2 separate regions of the Rattus norvegicus genome follow, and region 1 is linked to region 2. Evidence: chromatin contacts called from public Hi-C data. All regions are on one chromosome and are shown on one strand. Each heading gives the region's core, a stretch centred on a gene start, on an enhancer-like site or on the middle of the called end of the contact. The rest is flanking DNA. Distances are from core to core; before and after follow the strand shown. Region 1 overlaps Gosr2 (golgi SNAP receptor complex member 2). Region 2 holds the start of Fmnl1 (formin-like 1).

Region 1 (2,700 bases), core at 52-2,551, 480 kb after region 2:
CTCTGAGTTCTAGGCCAGCCTGGTCTACAGAGCAAGTTCCAGGACAGCCAGGGCCACAGTCACAAACAAAACAAAAACAAACAAAAAACCCCAAAACAACAAAGTAAAAATGATAAGCTATAACACAAACTAAAGCATATGTATTCCCAAAGGAGCACAATGTACACAAATATTATTATATTCATTAGAAAATAAAATGAATATTTAATGGTTGCCCATAAAACTCTGTTAAGTTAAATTTTCTGATGTAGGTCTATTTGAGACTGGTCTCAGATATGGACTATAAACCGCTAGGAGAAGTGTTGCCAACTGAATTCCTTATAGTAATAAGGCTAAAAGAGCAATAAAAGGTATAAAGGAAAGGGAAGACCAGTATAGAAATACCCAGAGGCTTTCTGAAAGAATGGTAGGCTGAGATGTGTTAGGGCCCTCAAAATAGACCACATATCAATCGGAAAGACCCAGGAAAGCACAGGCAGAGGTAGAAAATATGATAGTCATTTTCCTTATCCCCTTTGATAAAGCTGTCAAAATGACCTCTTTCCACTTCTAATCAGGCGACAGTGAGATTGCTGGAAAGGCAAACAAAGGCCAGTAGGCAGAAACTAAAGTGCACAGAGCACGCACCCAGGCGGCTGCCGCACCCAGGAGAAATGACAACCCCAGTACCACCCTCTTGCTAGGTCTTCGCACCTGCAGCAAACACAGACAATTTAGATTAGGGCACTATAGGGTGCAGAGTCAAGGGAAGGACCACCCTGGGGAGCCAGGGAAAAAGAGGAAACAGGAAACAGAAGAGGCCTGGCCAGAGCTGGGCTGTAGGGTGACAAGAGCTTCCAAGGGAGGTCTATAGGGCTGGCTCAGTAAGGGGCCTTTGCTTGGAACAAAACCAAAAAACTCCAAACCACAACCCACATGCTACACACACACACACACACACACACACACACACACACAAACCTGTGGTATGGGAACTAAACTAATTAATATTGCTAGCTGTCTGAATAATCCTACTAAGAAGCCAGAGTCTCAGCTTGGAAGAGATGGCCAGTTCCAGGTCAACATGTCTGAATTTTCAGACTAGGTAATTAGATTAAGACAGATGGAAGGAGAACTTCCATTCCCATAGGGCCGTCAGGTTGAGTGGAAGGGTAATGGGGGATAAAACTGGTGGGACTCCAAGGGGCACAATCGGGGAAATCTATTGGCCATAGGGTTTTTCTGTCCATTCTAACAACAACTCATTCCATGCTGAGTCATTAAGCCCCTAAGGCAGAATGCAGTCAGGAAACCCAGCCCATTAGCCCCATGCCATCAGGGAAAGGACTCTGCTCTCCCTGGTTAATTACTCACAGTGCACAGACTGCTTGTCTGCCGTCTCCAGGCGTCCCATGTGAGACTGGATCTCGTGGACCTGCCTATCAAAGGAAGAGGAAATGAGTGAGACAGGGGTGGTCACCAGCACCTCGGTCAGGAAAGACAACTTCTCTTAATGCTGCCTTACAGCTGATTTAAGGTGACGGTGCTACTCAACTGTAAAATCTGTATGTGGCACTTCAGGCTTCATTTCAAACCTCATGCTAAGAACAACGCTGATAGCATTTAGAGAGAGCTTACTGTATCTGAGACACTGCTAAGTCAGTAACCCCAGAGGAAAGCATCATCACTGCTCTCAGTTTATAAATAAAAACTGAAACCAGAAAGGTCAAGTAAGTTGCTCAAGGCCACACAGCAGGCGATAAACCTCAACCAGTATCCAGCCAATCCCACTCTCTGTTCTGCGACCTAATGTGCTGAGCACTGGTCTGCCTACCAAGAGCCAAAGGGCAAGGAAGATATAATCCTCGCCCCTGAGAAACAACATAATTAGGAACTGACAGGCTGAACAGACATGAGAAACCCCTGAGAAGATTTAAGAAACCCCAACACACACAGGCGGAAACAAAGTTGAGGGAGTTGTGTACAGTGCAGCCAAGGAGGCGGGAAGGCTGGGTTAACAAAGTGTAAACTGGGGTTTCGTAGCTGGAAGGAGTTGTGGTTGCTGAGTTTTCTCATTTACACAGCCCAGGCTTGCCTTGAACTTGTGATCCTCCTGCCTTCGCCTACACAGTGCTAGGATTACAGGCGTGCACACAAGCACGTAGGCTTGAATGCAGATCTGAGCATCACTTTTAAGAAGGTAAAATGAGGTTTAGTGAAGACAGGTTGCAAGATGATGATCTGCAGAAGGGCATGCAAGGCATTTCACATGGGGCAAAAGCAAAATGGAGTGCTTGAAAAACAGTCAGAGAGAGAAAGAACAGAGGGGACCAGGCAGTGGAAGGAACACTTAAGGGAATGGCCCTGAGAGATAGGTATCTCCTGTTTTGTAAACATCTTTCCCTGACAACAGGAGGAGGACTGCCATCTCATCTAGAAATGCAACATGTCCCAGACATTAGGCCTGGAGAAGTTCCAGGCCAAAGTCACCACCTTCCAAACCCTTCCTAGTGGTTCCCCATCACTTGACAGTCCTTGGAATGTTGTCTATGTTAGCCCCAATGGCCTCCTGTGCTTATAAAAGAAAGGCTTTCTACATAGGACCTGTCTGAAGAAGGCCTATCTCCAGCCCTTAAGGGAAAGCTCAACAATCTTTCTCTACTGTGCACACTATATATAGCGCTCAGTACCAACTACAAAGCCATAATAAATAACCATATG
Region 2 (2,700 bases), core at 119-2,618:
GCAACCATTTAGAGCTCCTCGACTGGTACAGAGAAAGTTCAAGGCTCAATAATGTAGGGCACCTCACCCTATGGCCTGGCAGTACAGGGAGGGGCCAACTCGAGAGCCCCACAAATTAAGTGGGAGAACTAGAGGTGTTAATTTAGGATGGAATTTGAGCACCGGTCCTGAAGGTGTACCCCTTCTCCACTCTCCCACCCTAAATAAGAAGAGTGGGAGACCGAGGCTAAGTAGATTTTGGACATGAACACAAGAGGCACGTTTCTGCCCTAATTAGCTGTGTAGCCTTGGACAAGTCCCCTTGCTACTCCGTTCCTCGTTTCCCCGTTATGGAAATGAGGACATCCACACCTACCTTTGCTGGTCACTGTCACAGAAATCTTTCTGTAACTATCAGAGAGCCAAGATTATCATTCTCCAGTGAGAGGCCAGCCTAGGTCCCTCATGGTGACAGCGTCATTTTCCTCCCCTCTGAGGTGCCTGTTCCTCCCCCAGCCTAGCAGCTGCCTTTAATCCTTCTTAGTGCCCTACTTCTCCTTGGCACCACCACAGTGATCCCCAGGTTCTCCAATCTCATTTTCCCACGAGTAACCCCAGTCTAGAGCTGTTGAAGATGTGGGTACAGCCACAGCTGATCAGATCGCAATTGACCTAGGTCTGTGTCCTCCAACCTGTTTGCAGATGGTTCCCTTTGGTCCTCAGATCATCTCTGGGCCCAACGGAGGAGAGACACAGAGGTGGGGGGCCTGGAAGGGGGTTCCCACCTTCTTAGTTGGGGACCCCAGAGGGGGACCCCCAGTAGCAATTACTCCCCACCACCGCACCTCATCGCCGCCTTAGGTGTCCAAGGCGCGCGCGCATTGGTTGGACAGTCTTCCACCCCGGGGTCTGCCTCCTCCAGGCTCGGGCCTAGAGACCCCTAACTGCCTAGCTCAGGGCGGAGAGCTGCGGTTCTAGGACCCGGAGGCGCCGGGCGAGCGCGCCGCCGTGTTCTCGGCCTCGCCTGGGTCGGCTCCGGGGCTCCGGCAGGTGCAGCGGCGCCAGCCCCCTCCGCCGCAGGTGCACTGCTCGGCAGCCCCCGGCCGGCGCGCCATGGCTGCGGAGGACCCCCGGCCGGCGCCCGCGCCCGCCCCCTCCCTGCAGCCCGCCCCCCTGGGGCCGGGTGCGCGGCGGAGAACTGCGGTTTGTGCGCACCGGGAGCGGCAGCAGAAGTTCGAAAATCGCCGAGGGGGGAGCCCGCGCCGCAGCTTCCTGCCCCCGGCCCAGCCCTCTGGCCCCGGCCGTCTGCAGCCCGACTTCCTCCCCGAGCCTCGCTCGCCGCCCGCTCCCTTGGACGGGGCCGCCGCGATGGGACGCCGCGCCCTGGCTCCTGCACGCCGCTGAGCTGAGAGCAGCCTAGCCCAGCCCCGCCATCCAGTGCTGCCCTTCGCCCCCCTGGCTCCCGAAGCCTAGTCCGCGACCCCCAGGGAAAACTGGATCTCCGAGGCTGGAGACGCTTGGCCGGCTGGGTGGGGACCACCATGGGCAACGCGGCTGGCAGCGCTGAGCAGCCCGCGGGCCCCACCGCATCGCCCCCGAAGCAGCCAGCCGTCCCCAAGCAACCGATGCCGGCGGCCGGGGAGCTGGAGGAGAGGTTCACGCGAGTCTTGGTGAGTGTGTCCTGGTGCGCACCAGGAGCCAGGCACGACAGGGGCTCCGCATGCGTCCCCGCCTCTTGGGACTCAGGTGCCGCTTGGAGATCCTGGGTCCACCTGCTGTCCCTCCAGGGGGTGGGAGTGACAGTGCCATCTTTCAGAGTGATTTAGCACCCCCCCTCAAGAAACTTTCTTCAACCCCCCCCTCCAGTAAGCTTTCTTAAGAGACCCCCCCCCCCTCTGACCCCCTTCCTACGCTCCTAGGTCTAAAGGTGTCAAAAATGTCTCATGAGGTTGGGTCCAAACGCGCCCGGGGTGGGAGGGGGGCTGGCGCCCACTCTTTTACTGCACGCAGGCCCAGTGGCTGGGTGCGGGTCTAGAGCGCCTGCCCTTCTGTGACTCAGGGTCAAAGAGGAAAGGGGTTATAATTTAACCTTCTGGAAGCCTTAGACCTAGTGGAGTCTTTCATCCTCGGTTGTTCTGGTGTCTGGTGAAGGAGTTGGACTCTTAGACCCTCCATTCTAATCTCTCACCCTACCATGCCCTAGAATAGGTGCTTGCAGCCCCTCATCATGGACCACCCCCAGCTACTGAAAGGAGTAGGCTTAGGAAGGGTGGGGTCAGGGTGGGTTGGTCATTCTGGCTTGGAGTGGAACAAATATCTGGAAGGCTCCCGTCCTTCTTGGCTGTCACTTGCTTGGGAAACTGGGGCAGGCAAGGGTGGGATAGGATGAAGTAGAAACTAAAGTCTAGGCCTCTGGAGAGGGAGCCATCAACTCGGCTGAGCAGTTCAAGTGTTTCTGATAGGGTGGGCCAAGCAGTCATAGGTCCCAAAGAAGGGTGGGAGGCAGAAGTAGGGAAGGGGAAAGGCTAGTCTTTTTCACTTCCCCCTCTTTACCCCAGCACTCTTTCCTGCTGCCTTCTGTAGGTGGTTGCCCAGTGGCCTGTGTACTGTTAGCCACTCCTGGCTGGACACTGGGTGACATTGGGGAAGGCTGGGCTGTTTCCTAGAGGCCTTTCCCAGTCCCAGTAGGCTGGTGTTGCAGGTCTGAAGATGGGAACATAG

Evidence for each region. Hi-C and Micro-C count contacts between places; a contact is called where the count stands out from the background.
Region 1: a contact with region 2 is called in a Hi-C map of Schwann cells, with 9 times the contacts expected there. The contact joins the enhancer-like site here to the promoter of Fmnl1 in region 2.

The regions. Positions count from the first base shown.
Region 1 is chr10:89,096,215-89,098,914 of GRCr8, forward strand. Gosr2 (golgi SNAP receptor complex member 2) reads right to left here. Exons shown (of 6, transcript NM_031685.2): 2 at 1,354-1,418. Among named protein-coding and RNA genes, the nearest start is that of Gosr2, 8.1 kb to the right of the region's middle. Within about 2 kb of position 1,302, at least 7 of the 93 cell types and tissues checked have an H3K27ac peak or open chromatin away from gene starts, as enhancers often do. A contact at or near this core is called in Schwann cells, where this site is marked.
Region 2 is chr10:88,614,709-88,617,408 of GRCr8, forward strand. Fmnl1 (formin-like 1) reads left to right here and starts at 1,369. Exons shown (of 25, transcript NM_001105846.1): 1 at 1,369-1,649. The coding sequence starts at 1,521.